2 separate regions of the Cricetulus griseus genome follow, and region 1 is linked to region 2. Evidence: chromatin contacts called from public Micro-C data. All regions are on one chromosome and are shown on one strand. Each heading gives the region's core, a stretch centred on a gene start, on an enhancer-like site or on the middle of the called end of the contact. The rest is flanking DNA. Distances are from core to core; before and after follow the strand shown. Region 1 holds the start of Ano10 (anoctamin-10). Region 2 overlaps Ano10 (anoctamin-10).

Evidence for each region. Hi-C and Micro-C count contacts between places; a contact is called where the count stands out from the background.
Region 1: a contact with region 2 is called in a Micro-C map of the CHO-K1 cell line, with 2.0 times the contacts expected there. The contact joins the promoter of Ano10 here to the enhancer-like site in region 2. A contact is called at or near these places in 2 of 8 Hi-C or Micro-C datasets (the CHO-K1 cell line and fibroblasts).

The regions. Positions count from the first base shown.
Region 1 is chr4:229,287,966-229,294,673 of CriGri-PICRH-1.0, forward strand. It overlaps Ano10 (anoctamin-10), which reads right to left and starts at 4,199. Exons shown (of 14, transcript XM_027415467.2): 1 at 4,044-4,199.
Region 2 is chr4:229,245,972-229,253,538 of CriGri-PICRH-1.0, forward strand. The region is part of intron 11 of Ano10 (anoctamin-10); the gene reads right to left. Among named protein-coding and RNA genes, the nearest start is that of Ano10, 42 kb to the right of the region's middle. Within about 2 kb of position 5,745, at least 2 of the 6 cell types and tissues checked have open chromatin away from gene starts, as enhancers often do. A contact at or near this core is called in the CHO-K1 cell line and fibroblasts, where this site is marked.

The DNA.
Region 1 (6,708 bases), core at 2,949-5,448, 40 kb after region 2:
GACAGGGCTATTCACAATAGGATCCAACTATATTCATTAAAAATTATAATTTCACCAAGGGTCGTAATGGGCATTTGCTCCACCATTTCCACACAAAGGGAACAGAAAGGATGAACCAAACGTGAGGACAGGAACGTGAGGCTTTAGTGTGCCACGGGCATGGCTGTGGCAGGAGCATTCTAAAAAGTGCCCACGACTCAACAGACCAACCTCCAGGGCACTAGGGAAAGGAGGCACTTCCCTTCTTTCAGCTTCCCCTTGGTCAAGACTGCAGGCCAAGGGGACAGTGACCAGAAAGCTGAGCAGCTGGGGTTTCTCAGGGGCCCTGTGCAGGGCTCCAGACAGCTGTGCTGGGCTGTGGTCTCCTCCAGGGTGTGCTGAATTACCAACAGAGCACAGACAAGTGGATACACCTGGCTTTCACATTCACCGGAGGATCTGAAAGGTGCTCAGTATTCAGAGAAAGACAGAGTTGAGGGGGGAAGGGGGTGGTGAAGGAGTGTACAGATGCTGTCATGCGGCTTTCACCTACAGAACTCGCCACAACTTCAAAAATTTCCATGGTAAGCACTCTAAGTAAGCTACGGTCGGTGGCACAAACCTGTGATCCCAGCACTCTGGGGGCTAAAGCAGGAGGAGAAGACAAGTTTGAGACCAGTCTGAGCCACAAACAGAACAACCCCGGGTTACAGAGTGACAGCCTGTTCTAAACAGACACACAGGCATGCACACGCATGTAAGAAAGGCTGCAATTTTCATCTTCAGGGCTGAACAGATCTGGAGAAAGGAGGTGGCACTTGGCACACTGCTTTGAAAGGGATTTCTGTTGTAAATCCTATCCTAATAAAAAGTTAAGACACCTGGATTACCTGATCAGTCCTTCTATTCCGTAACACGGTGGTGACTTGGAATTGATACCTGAGTGTAATTAACCCTGTATGGTAGGGCTGGGGAGGCGGCTCAGGCAGTGAACCCATTGCCATTGCAAGCCTGAGGAGCTGAGTTCAATCCCCAGAACCCAACGTTAAAATGCTGGGCATTGAAGCATGAACATGTAATCCTACAGCTGGGCAGGTGGGCTGTGGGGACCTGGCCAGCCAGCCTAGCTAACTGATGAGTTCTGAACCAATGAGGGACCCCGACTTAAAAAACATGGTACAGAGTAACTGAAGAAGACACCTGAGGTTGACTTCTGGTCTTGAAACATACACACAAGAAAAGGTACCCTTCAGTGTGTGATTTACTCAATCACACACTGTGTGCACAGGAAAGAAAGCAGCTGTGTGCACAGGAAAGAAAGACGTGCGTCCTTTCGGAGACACCGTGTTCAGAAGATGAAGTTAAGAACAGTCGTTGGCTTCCTGTCATGCCTGCTCTACGGCACAGCTCGTCTTGTCTGGGAGGACACCTTTGTTAACAGCTAAGGACACAGCACATCTAAATACATTGGGTCCTGTGAGTGGGAGACTGGTTTGCTCTAAGGTCTGCAGGTCACAAATGGAACTGTGTCAGTGTTGGTTTCCATGTTCAGGAATTGCACTAAGAACATACGAGGAGTTAGCATCAGGGAAGCTGGAACATAAGGACTCAGTATTTCTTCAGATTTTTTAAAACCCAAATTATTTCAAAATAAAAATCTTATAAGGAGGGGGGCACACGCCTTTAATCTCAGCACTCGGGAGGCAGAGGCAGGCAGATCTCTGTGAGTTTGAGACCAACCTGGTCTACAAGAGCTAGCTCTAGGACAGCCTCCAAAGCCACAGAGAAACCTGCCTCGAAACAAACCAAAAAAATTTTTTTTAATTAAAAAAATCACTTAAGATATCTTTCCCCCAGCCCCCCCAAAATTCCTTACTTCCCCCTTTCTAACAAGTATACATAAAAACTCGTATGCATTCAAAACAATGGTTTCAGATTGCATGCAACACTGTCTTAAGAGTTTCTATCGCTCAGATAAGAACCATGGCCAAAAAACAACTTGGGGAGGAAAGGGTGTATTTGGCTTCAGCCATCAGGGAAGACAAGACAGGAACTGAAGTAGGGGCCATAGAGGAATACTGCTTATTGGCTTGGTCAGCCTGTTTTCTTATACAGCCCAGGGCCACCTGCCTAGGGATGGCATCACCCCCAGTGGCCTGGGCCCTCCCCCACTAATCATTAATCAAGAAAATGCCCCACAGACTTGAGTACACGTCAATTTGATGGAAGTATTTGTTCAGATGAGGATAGCTTGTGTCAAGTTGAAATCAACAACTAAAAAAAAAAAAAAATCAACTAAAAACAACAACCAAGTCCAACACTCAGCATTCTGAGTGTGATTATGTGGTTGTGTGCAAAGGCAGAAAGGTACAGATCATTTATGAATACACTGGTAAGAAACTGGCTCACAGTAGCATGGATGGCATTTAAACACTTGGCATGATCAGCCCTAATTCTTCATTTCCCATCATGTATGAAACACATAGCTGAAATACTAATATTATTTTCAAATGAATAATTGGTTTTTCAGAGTGAACTTTTAGTGATTAAGGAAAATGTTAAGTTGAAAGAGTTACAAATATTAGAACAGTCCCCCATTATGTAATGTGTGTATTTATATACACAAAAGTTGGTTTGGTGAGATGGTGGGATGTGGGTGGTGGTTGTGATAAAAGTGCTTGCCATGCAAACCTGATTGAGTTCTAACCCTCAGAACTTGCATCTCATAAAGATGGAAGGGGAGAGTTGGCTCCCGATATTTGACCTCTGACCCCTATACATGGTCCTAGGTATATGCACACCTATATTCATATACACAATAATAAGTAAAAATACTTTTACATACTCAAATTAGGAAGAAAGTCATCAAGACGTCAATAGAGGTCATTCAGTTCAGAACATTTTTACGGAGCATTTACATTTATCCTCTTTTGTGTTCCATCTTTCCCGGTTTACCCCTACACACAGACACACACACACACTCAGCACTTGTACTACTGTTACCCAAACACATAAACGAACTCACAAACACACGACACGTCACCAGGTCTTGTCTGTGCCCCGTCCACTATTCTGAAGCTCTCATTTCTCACCAAAAGGACCTAAATTTGGACCCCCAGAACGCACCTTAAGCCAGGCCATCCGGCGCTTCTGTGATCCCAGCTCCTAGGGTGAGATGCTGTCAGGCCGAATTGCTTAGGCCTAGAGCAGTGGGCAGCACAGCCGCAAAGAATGAAGCCGCTGCCGCACCCAAGGTGGAAGGCCAGGGCCAGCACCTGTGGTCCTGAGCGCCCGAGCCTGCGTGGTATCCTCGTGCGGGCACTCACACGTGAACACACACAAAGTTTAAAAACTAAACTATACCCCCGGCAAAGTCACAGCCCGTTAGTCCATGTGAGTACACTCAGTTGCTCACACATCAGGTAGAGACCCCTCCTCCAGCGAACATCTCACGGCCCATCCTGGTTGGCAGCTGCACTTAAAACTGTTTGAAAAGTTAAGAACAGAATGAGCCCTTAGAAACATCTAGTCCTCTAAGGTTAGTGTGACTTTCTAAATACAAAGCAGGCAACTCACGCTGCGCTTCAAACTTTGAAAACCCCCGGGATTCGAGTGCGCGCGTCCAGGGTTTTAGATGAGAGCACGACCCCGCTGAGTTTGGAGGGGGAAATGAACCTGAAGGGTACTTAAGTCAGGACACCTACGCACCGCCCCAGATCTGGTGGGAAAAACAAAACCAAAAAACGGGGTTTCTCGGGCGATCGGCCTGCGCGGACAGGGCTCGCTGCCCATCCAACCCGCCCGAGTCGTGCGACATCCATCACGGAGAGCGCACAATGGGCCCGGCCACCCTGGAAGGACTCAGCCACCGGGGTCCCGAGTCCTCCCCAAGTGTCAATCACAGGAGCGGCCGGCACCCCAGGACCCAGGCCTGACGCCCGCGAAGCCGGCCGCCATCCCCCTGCCTCCGCTGGCCCTCACCCTTGCAGAGCGTCCGCGTCTCTCTCCCCCGCGGGGGAGGCCCCGGCAGGCCCACCGCACCGCCTGCGCCCCTTCCCACTCACCGGCCGCCCGCGCAGCGTCCTCGGGGGGCGGCCCGAGCCGGGAGAACCAGGCCCGCGGCGCCGACGCGGGGCAGACTGGATGCGCGACCGGGGCGTGGCGCTCTAGGCCGCCAGGAGGCGTCAACGACCAGGCGGGGCGGGGCCTTCGGGCTGTCACTCAGCCGGGGTGGGCGGGACCAGTGGGAAAGGGGCGGTGCCTCGGTAGTTGTAAGTTGGGAGGAAGCGGGGCGGAGCTGTGCAGAGCGAAACCTCACTGGCTGTCGCTCGGGAGGGGGCGGGTCCTAGGCGGGGTGGGCAGGGCCCTGAGGGCTGTCACTTTGGTGGGGTGGAGCAGAGCTGAATGGGCGGGGCCTCGCCAACTGTCCCTGTGGTGAGATGGGGATGGAGCCGCAGCCACGGCATGGAGGCGGGGCCTCGGGGAGTGGGGCGGAGCCTCTCGGGGCGGGGCCTGGCCTGTTGTCATTGGAGCGAGCAGAGGTGGAGCCTGGGCGGGAGGGGCGGGGCCCCGCTGGCTGTCTTCGTGGTGGGATTGGGGCCCGGGCTCGCCGGCCAGCTCGGCCTGGCGCGGTCGCGAATGGAGGGGACTAGGCTCTTTCTTAATCTCTTAGACCAGAATCCAGTGTGAGCACAAGTCTGGTTTAGTTGTGCCAGGTGATGAGAAGCTCAGACCCGACTGGTAACTGAAACCTCACCCGCAGGGATCCATAGGGTTCCCGATCCCCTTGCACTTCCTAGAACTCTCAGACACCGTCCCACCCCTACCCTCCGGCCTCCACCCTCCACACCCTTCCGGTTTCTGGCCCTTGCCAAACAGGGTTGACTCCTGGCTTCTGGCAGCCGCAGAGGGGACAAGGCCTCCAGCCCCACCCCTGGAGGTATGCCGGGTTGGAGGCTGTTTCTCCCAGCCCCCTCCCTGCCTTAAGGAACAGTTCTTGGCTGTGTCTCAGCGGGGTCCTGAAGTTCTCTCCTCTCTGAAAACCAAGGCAAATCGTTCACGAACTTTATTAGAGCCAATTAATGATTCAGTAGACTTGTGGGATTATAGTTGCAGGGTTCCTGTTTTACTCACCCCCTGAACTTATATTCATCCTTGTACATAAGTTCATCTTTTGGTATTTTATTGGAAGTATTCAAAAAACATCGTTTGAATGGAATTTTTTAAAATCCTTTTTGCTCAGATGATCCTTACACTGGAGATTCAGTCCAAGACCTTGTGCCTGCTAAGGAAAAGTTTTTGAGAGCCCAACACAAGCTGCAGTTCCCTGGGAAGAAGGAGCATTAAAGAATGGCCTCCACCACATAGGCCTATAGGCTTGTCTGGGCATTTTCTTGATGATGTGAGAGGGCCCAGCCCACTACGGGTCGTACCGTGCAGTTTTAGAAAGCAAACTGAGCAAGCCAGTAAGCAGTGTTCTATGCTCTCTGCTTCAGGTCCTGTCTCCAGCCAAATAAATCCTTTCCTTCCCAAGTTGTTCTTGGTCCGTGTTTTATTGAAGCAGGCTAGGACAGGCATGAACCCCTGTATTAAGTATCCTTTGCTACATAACAAACCACCCAGAATTAGGCCCCTTCAACATGCCTTTCAAAGCGCCATTCTCTGCTGCTCCCAGGAGCCCCACTCCCCAGGGGCTCTCTCTAGAACAGTGGCTCTCAACCTGTGGGTCGCAAACCCTTTGAGGGTCAAAGGACTATTTCACAGGGATGGCCTAAGACCACAGAAAACACAGATATTACATTATGATTAATAAAGTAGCAAAATTACAGTTATGACATAGTAATAAGAATAAGCAAGGGAGTGTTTCCCCTCAGAGTCAGTACAGGACACACTCAGACACCAAATTCTATCACCCTTAAGGGGCAAGTGCACACATGACTGGGGCAGGGGTGGGGGAGGTGGGGGCACCAAGGCAGACACAAGCAACACCAGCAAGCAGGTGATTTTTGCAGGAGTGGATTTTTAAGGAGAAAGGGGATCTGTGCTAGGGTGAGCTGGTAAGTCCTGATTGGACATGTTAGCCAAATAATGAATTTTGAGTCTTGGATCTTGGCGTTTAGTCTCAGGAATGAGTTAATGACCAAATAAGGGAGTGTGCTGTGGGGACTAACTTTAGAAATGTAATCTTACAGTTTTTAGCAAGGAAGAGGGAAAGGGAGAAAAAGGCAAAACCCATCGGTGCCATGTTTGCCGTGCTCCAGCCTGTTAGAGCCTGTGGGTCACCATGTGAGGAACTGCATTAAAGGGTCGAAGCTTTAGGAAGGTTGAGAACCACAGCTCCAGAAGGACAGTTGTTTTTTTTGTTTTTTTTTTTTTGTTGTTGTTGTTTTTCCTCCCTGTCTTAGATGTCAGCTTCTTGACCAGGCTAATCTCGGAAAGGAAAACCATGAGTAGTTCACAACTCATGATCTTGCTCCCAGCAGCCTTGTGGTTGGATGCTAAGGTTTCTCCAACTTGTTTTCTGATTGTTTCTGGTTGTTCCCCTTTCAGCCAGCCTTCAGATCAAAGCCAGCAGGTAATTAAGAGGAAGAAAAACAACAACAACAAAAAAAAACGAGTCTCATTACTCCACACTGGTGTCTCTTCAACCTTTGAGTTCCCTGTCCCGTCCACCTTCTGTCACTCACTTTATTACTATTGTACTTTGCCAGATGTTTTAGCAACAAGGCA
Region 2 (7,567 bases), core at 4,495-6,994:
TGGCTCTTAATGTTTAAACCTAATAAATCTACAAACAGACTGGTCCTTTGCTTTGACCGCAGCCCAATCCTAGTGCCAGTGAAAGCAAGGCAGACTATTTGTTGTCTATAAGCAATTTCTGCTCTTGTCAAGTTGAAAGTGCAACCGGCCCAGACTTGAGATGACAAATATGTCAATCACCTTCCTTGGCCTGTCAATCATTCATGGAACATAGGTTTCTTAGAAAAGGTCAAAACTGCTTTGTACACCACCATAGACTGCACGTGATAACAACTGACAGCATCGGATCAGCTGACATGTAAGACTGTCATGTGTTCTAGACAATTAAGTATAAAGCAAACCCACTACAGCCCATTCTCCAATCATCATGATTAACCGTGCTTGATATTTGTACTTTAAATACCACAAAAGCCCAGACAGGGAACCAATCACACATGCTGTGTGCAGCAGGGACTCTGTAGCACAGACAAACTCCGTGTTTGAGCCTTATGAATTCTGAATCATGTGGCTGCATTACTATTCAAAGATGGCACACAGGAAATTAAACAAAGGAGAACACCCTACTGTAGGGAACTGCCTCTCCAATTTCCATATGCTGTGGACTGACATAAAAATGAAATGGTGTCAAAAGACAGATATCAAGAAACAAGGAAATGAAGCTCCCCACAGCTGTGCAAGTGTGAGCACCTGCGTTCAAATCCCCTAAAAAAGCTAAAGACACCCGGGAGCACACACCTGCGACCCTGCACTCTTACAAGCAGACAGGTCAGCTAGCTCGTGGATGAGCTAACCTGGGTACACAGCAGTGAACCCCACCCTGGCTCAAATGAGGAGGAAGGTGATGACTGACAGCCACATATGTGCGATGGTGTGCAAGCGCCTGTGTTCATACACACAGAGGTTTTCTTTTAGGAACACAGTTTCTCTAAAAACTAGACTGAAAATATGTTTAAGACAAGAGAGTTGAGAAAGAATGCCTGGAAACAGTCGTTTCTCACAGTGGATAAAATGACCAGATACCCTCTGTTATTTTCACTTGTGAGTGTGAGTGAGTGTGTGTGTGTGGGGGGGGTGTCTGTATCTGCGGGGTGAGGGTGTGGATGCATGAACATAGCTGCAACATAGACAACACTCCCAACCATGACGTGAGTTTTCTGAAGGAGGGTTGGGAATGGGAGTGACACAGCAGCCTCCAAGTCCGGGAACTGTACTGGAGACCCAAGAATAGGGTGCTCAATGGTAGCACTGCCAGCCTGTGTGGGTCACAGTGCTGCTGGCTGCATTACCAGCCCATGGTAAGAGAGGCAGATGGCAAATCATACCAGTCAGGAGCACTGAAAGAAGAGGCACCCAATTCAGGCAGAGCAATATTACTGTAGTCTCAGGGCAAGTCTAACACACAGCAGACAACGCAGATGGGAAGTGCTCTGCTATATAATCCTGACCACAGGCCCTTATGGAGCTCTCAGCATGGGACAGTCCCTGGCTACTCTTGCCCTTTCAGTTCCCTTTCTATGGCTGGTTAGCAGAGAACATCCACAAAAAAGCCCTCCCTGCTCCCCTCGCACCCTGATGGTCAACTCCTTCAGAGAGTGCCTCTCACCCGCAGCCACACCATGGACTTCATTATCAGCACAGATGGTGCCAATTAGCTTGTTGGAGGCACTGATGTGGAAAGAGCAATAGAAGCCTGTGTGTGTGGTCACTTGGGCACTCATGCTGGTCGGAAGCTTGGGGACAGCAGTGCCTTACCTTCTGCAGCTCGTCATCCACCTGTACCCAATCTGCCAGAAGACAGTTTTGACTTTCAGGCTCAGCTTGAGCCCAACTTACAAAACACAAACACACACACACACACACACAGAGAGAGAGAGAGAGAGAGAGAGAGAGAGAGAGAGAGAGAGAGAGAGAGAGAGAGCAGTTGGAACATTTTTTTTTTTACCAGATATATGTAACACTAGAAATTCAAACACTGCGCCCCGTGGCGTTTAACAACATTACAAAGACTAGTTTCTAATCACACTGAATGCGTTTTACTAACTAAGGAGAGACTGCAGTTGCAGCACCATTTTACACTGCCGCTCTCCCTAGCTTCTGGGTTGATCCTGTCTGCACTGTGGCACCTTAGGAACCACAAAAGAAACCAAAGCCCTTTTGAAGCTACTGACTGATCAGCTGGAGGAGCAGAAGGACAGACGGCTCAGCAAAGCAAAGCAAATCTAGCATGTTAAAGTAACAGGGACTATCATGAGTTCCTGAAGTGATGTCTGACTAGACCTGGACAAACCCAGGTTTAAAGAGCATTTTACACCGAGATGAAAGCCTCAAAACAAGCCCCGAGACAACAGTTTTAAAGTGCCAGCCCTCCTGGAAAGGGAAGAAGCATAGTTCTGTTCTCTCCTCTCCTCCAGAACAGAACCTCAGCTGGGGCTGTGGTGAAACCCCACAGATTGTATAAGAGCAGAAGGCTGTGGGAGGAAATCACCGCTCCTGACTTCCAGGAGCCAGTCCTGGTGATCACTGGCTACCACAGCAGCTCCACAGCTCTGCAGCATGGGAGGCAGATGCCAAAAGCTGATTCCACAGAAATGGAGCCGCCAGAGGATGGGGAGTCTCCTGGCCTAATACAAAGGAAGGGGCAGAACTGGGGAGCAGTGGGGCCAGACATAGGGAGAGCCTTGTGGGGCGGATAATGGCTGTCAGCCTGCACTGGCTGCATCAGGGATGAGCTTCATGCTTGTAATGGGAAGGTAAGGTGCTGAGCTCACATTTACAAAGGAAAATGAAAAGCGAAGCTGTGAGAGGTCCTTAGCCCCCAACTCACGCCTTCAGTGACCTCAAGAAAATCCCCAGCCTCTGATGCCATCATTCTCCAGCCCTTTTCAAAGTGTCTCTGGCCACACAAAGCCTCTTACTATTCCAGCACTACTGTAAAGGGCAGAAAATTCTTATGGAACTCAAGTTTTCTGAAATAAAATGTGTTTTCTATCCTCGAGGGGGGGAAAAAAAACTGAAACTCAAAATGCATTCTTTCTCTTCCATTCCACAGAATAAGACAGCAGGTGAGCATGGCCTAGAATCATAAGGTACACGAAAGGGAAGCTGGTCAGGCGCTCAGCAGAGGGCTGCTGCCCTTGTCCTGGTACTGAAGGGGGCTCACAACTAGCGAAAGAGGGGACACGCTGACAAAGGTGCTCAGAGAAGGCTGAGACGTGAGTATCCCCAGAGCCTGACAGCCCAAAAGCTCTGTGGCTCTCTGCAGATCCATCTAACATCCCGCCTGTGACTCTGACACTGTGGGCTTCGAGCTTCCTCATTTACTCCGCCTTAGTATTTTCTCAACCAATACTACTGTGAATGAAGATGCATCACCTCCACAGTGGGCACCTTCCTTTGCCTGTATTTTAGTGCAAGAAATAGGTTAACCACCATGATATCTTAAAAACGCAAAATAAACTGTAAAATGGTTGTCATCAAAACCATACTTAAAAAGAACATGCAAAAAAAGGAAAAAAAATGCACTGACCTAAGTTCCAAGGTCTGTGGATATTGGAACAGGGTAAAAGCAGACATCTGCCATTCACTGACAGGACAAAAGGCCAACCCTCGAGGAATTCAGCAGTCCCCAAGAAGTCCATTCAGATGATTCGAGGAAACAAGTAATTCCTCAGTGAATCCAAAAATTTACTCAGGAGTCACAGAACTGTGTCCCCCTCTGTGTTGTATGGCACACGCATGAGGAAGTGTCTTCCTGTCTGTTGTGCACAAATGAGACCCCTGTGTTAGTTACTTTTCTTGTGACAAAATATCCAAGAACAGCAACTAAGGAAGGGTTTGTTTTGCTGTTTGGAGGGGCATCCATTATGGTGTGGGTGGGGGCACATGGTGGGGGGATTGGTGGTAGAGAGAGGCGTGGCAAGGGGTTGGGGGGAGACACACATGGCGCAAGAGCAAACAGCAGCTGGCCACATGGCCTCTGGAGTCAGAAAGCAGAGAGGAATGGCTCTGCTCAGTGGCCACCAGCCCATTCAGGGAAGGTCCTCCTCAGCCAGGTGGCAGTCAAGATTTAACCACCACACCCCAGGACAATGACTACATTTCCCAGATTGGTTTCCTCTGAAGAGTGAAAACTTGAAGACACTTGGGAAGCAGGGTAAAAGCCGTATCTGGAACATGCCCAGATTTTTACGATTTCCCCCTCATCACTTTAACTGCCTCCTCCTTATCCTGTCTGATACCAATTTGTCTTCATGGAGTCTCTCCAAAGGTTTTCCCAGAAGCGACGGCTCTGCCTTAGCCCGTACTGTTCATCAGATTTCATTTCATTAAATTACATCAATTGCAATAACAAGAATGCCATACATAAACAAATTTTGGGGGGAATCTCTCTTTATAAGCACGTAGCAAGCAGACACTGTCCACAGAGCCTACATCCCAACCATTTCCAGAAGCTGGAGGAGCCTGGACTTGACCCTCCAGAGGGAAAAGCAATCAGGCCATCTAGAGGATGAGGTTAGAGAAGAGACCTTTTACCACACTGGAATTTCTCTCTCGGACAGGTTTGTAGATGCATGCAAAGCTAGAAGCATATCTTACTGGTATCTGGTATGTTTCAGTATAAAATAAACACTTATCTTATGCCTTTAATTATCCCTACACCATCCATAGAGCCACATTTAAACTGGATAAGAACTGAAGATGAGGGCAGCCTAGAGTAAGACTAGGAAACATCAAAAAAGACCAGCAAGAATAAATAAACACAAATAGGAAGACAGGCTGAGTGTGGCTGCTCATACCTGTAACCTAGTCCTCAGGACGCTGAGTGAGGCATGAGGATTCAGAACTGAAGCCCAACCTGGGCTCTCTCATGGCCCTGTCTCAAAACCACAGGCACAGATGTGTGGGGAATCCAGCCCATGATCTCATCCAAGAGGACCCAAATAGAAGAGCCAAAACCCAACCCATGCAAAGCTCTGGAAGGTGAAGACCATGGACAGCACAGTTGGCTGTGGGCCCCTTCCTGGTCAAGCTTGGAATTAAATTCGAAGAATCTGTGTTTCTGAAGAGCATCAGCCAACAAGCACTGAGTGGCTAACCCTGCAAGTAGTTGGGGTTCAATTTCTCACAAGCAGGGGATGCATTTGAACACAGTAAAAGACAAAGAACTGTGGATAGACGGATGCCGTAGGTGGCTGTGAGCTGCCCAGGGTGGGTGCTGGAAACTGAACTTGCGTCCTCTACAAAGGCAGCCTGTGCTCTTAACCTCTGAGCCATCTCTTCAGCCCCCATTCCATATTTCTTAAATAGGAAGTTATATTCTTACAAACAATAGAATTCTAAGATTTTGCTGAGGCTTTTTATTTATTTTTTTAATTTTGTCTGAGTACTCTATCTGCGTGTGCACCTTTATGCCAGAAGAGGGCATCAGATCCCACTATAGATGGCTGTGAGTCACCATGTGGCTACTGGGAATTTAACTCAGGACCTCTGGAAGAGCAGCCAGTGCTCTTAACCTCTGAGTCATCTTCACAGCCCGCCCCCCCCCCCACGCCAAGGTTTTCTTAATATGCTTCCGAAAAGTATAGTCAGCAAGCATATTAACTATAACTCTGAAATTCTCAAATAAGTGTCACAAAGAGCACTAGGGGAAAACATGTGATTCATTTGCTCATGAACAAATCTTTAGTATGAATTGCTTCATCACTTGAAACCACTCAGGAAATGACTCAGCACACACCTCTCAGCTCCTGGAGAATCTACGGTCATTGCCCAGGCTCGGAGCTCCACTTGGAGAGGAAGCAGTGGGGACCACACAGGTCTGCAAATGTCCCTGCTAAACGCATGCAAGACACTGGGGCGTCCTGCACAGAACGGGAAGCGGGACGAGCGGAAGGCTTTGTAATCCACTGGGGCACCTTTCCTGACACAGAACATGAGCATGGTCAGAATGTCATCCTGAGGTGACACCAAGAGCAGACACACGGCGTGCTGCTGCCTTCTTTCTCATGGCCGTGATGGAATGTTTGCGTACATGGGTTAAGAGAGGAAGGATTTGCTTTGGGGCTCATGGTTTGGAGCATTCGGGTCATGGCTCCTGAGTCCATGAGCTCAGGGAGAGCATCTTGGCAGCAGGAACACAAAGTAGAAGCCGTTCTCCACTTCTTGGTGAACAGGAAGCCGAGAAAGGGTCATACAGTATAGGAAGAGGCTACAACAAGCTATTGCCCAAGGACAGAACCCCAGGGACCTACGTGCCCTAAGTTGGCCTCATCTCCAACCTTTCACCACCTCCCAATAATGCCAAAGCATTGCAAATCTGTTCTTTACACCAGGGCCCTCCTGATCTCGTCCTGTCTGGAGACACACACCCAGGAGTATGTGTCACTAAGTCCTGTTGAGGTGACAATGAAGTTAACTATTACTATGGGTCAAAGAAGAGACAGCAGGAGAGCCACGCGCCTAGTGAGGGCTTGTTGTGAGACTCCAGGTGAGAACACTGGACTGCACACTTTAAAGAGCCAGGTGATACAAGAATCACACTCAGCACAGTGTAGGTGAGAAAGGGCAGGAGCCTGGGCTCAGGCCACGCCAATGCTGAGAGACTGAACAGAGTCAGTGATGGGGCGGGGTGGGGAGGATTGGACTGAGGTGTGGAAACAAACCCAGGAGGAGAGGAGGAGCGGGAGGCTGGTGTGAGGAGTGAACTGTGACACAAACGGAAGCATGTGAGTGTTGTCTATGGAGGCGCACAACTGGGGACACATCCATGGCCATGCAGGCACAGGCACTGACCGCTAAAAGATGAGGCCGCCAATGTCCTGTTGTGGGTCAGGCTCAGCGCCTGCCACTTTAGTTCATCGCCAAAGTTCTACCTTTACCCCAAGGACTGGAACTCACAGAGAGAGAGGGAGGGGGAGGGAAACTGATTCTCACTCAGCTATACTTGGCCATGATGACCTTTGGAAGAAATGATGGCAAGAGCGTCATGGTGCACTGACCAGTTGGAATCACACCCGTGGGTCCTGTGACACACCTTGGTTCTATGCTAGCTGCCTCACACAGGCAGCCTCACTCAGACCTCACCTTTGGCAGCAAGCCTTGCTCACCCCTGATGCTTGTGGGTTATTTCCCAGAGTGCTCCTGCAGGGCATGCAGCTGAGGACAGGGTGAGCGAGCGCTCCAAGTGGAAGCTCAGGGACAGACTCCACACTAACCACAGTATCAAGCGATCTGTTACCTCAGCCCACTCCACTCCAGAGAGGGAGAACACACACAACAAGAAAGTTTTAAAGTGAGGAAATCCTGGTATAAGGTAAAGAGTAATTATCTGCACTGAGCTTACAATGTTTATGTCTGAAACTAGGAAAATAAGCCCTGAGAGCCCCATCCACTCTCAGAGGGCCTGCAGTAAGACACACAGATGACAGTTCCATTTCTAACCAGTAAGGGCGCGTATATCATATTAACTTACTCTCCCCTCATCCATAAGAAATGGCTTTTAAGGAGTATTTTTCAAACCAGTAATTAAATGTAAACAGAGACAACAGACTCACTGATCACTAGAACC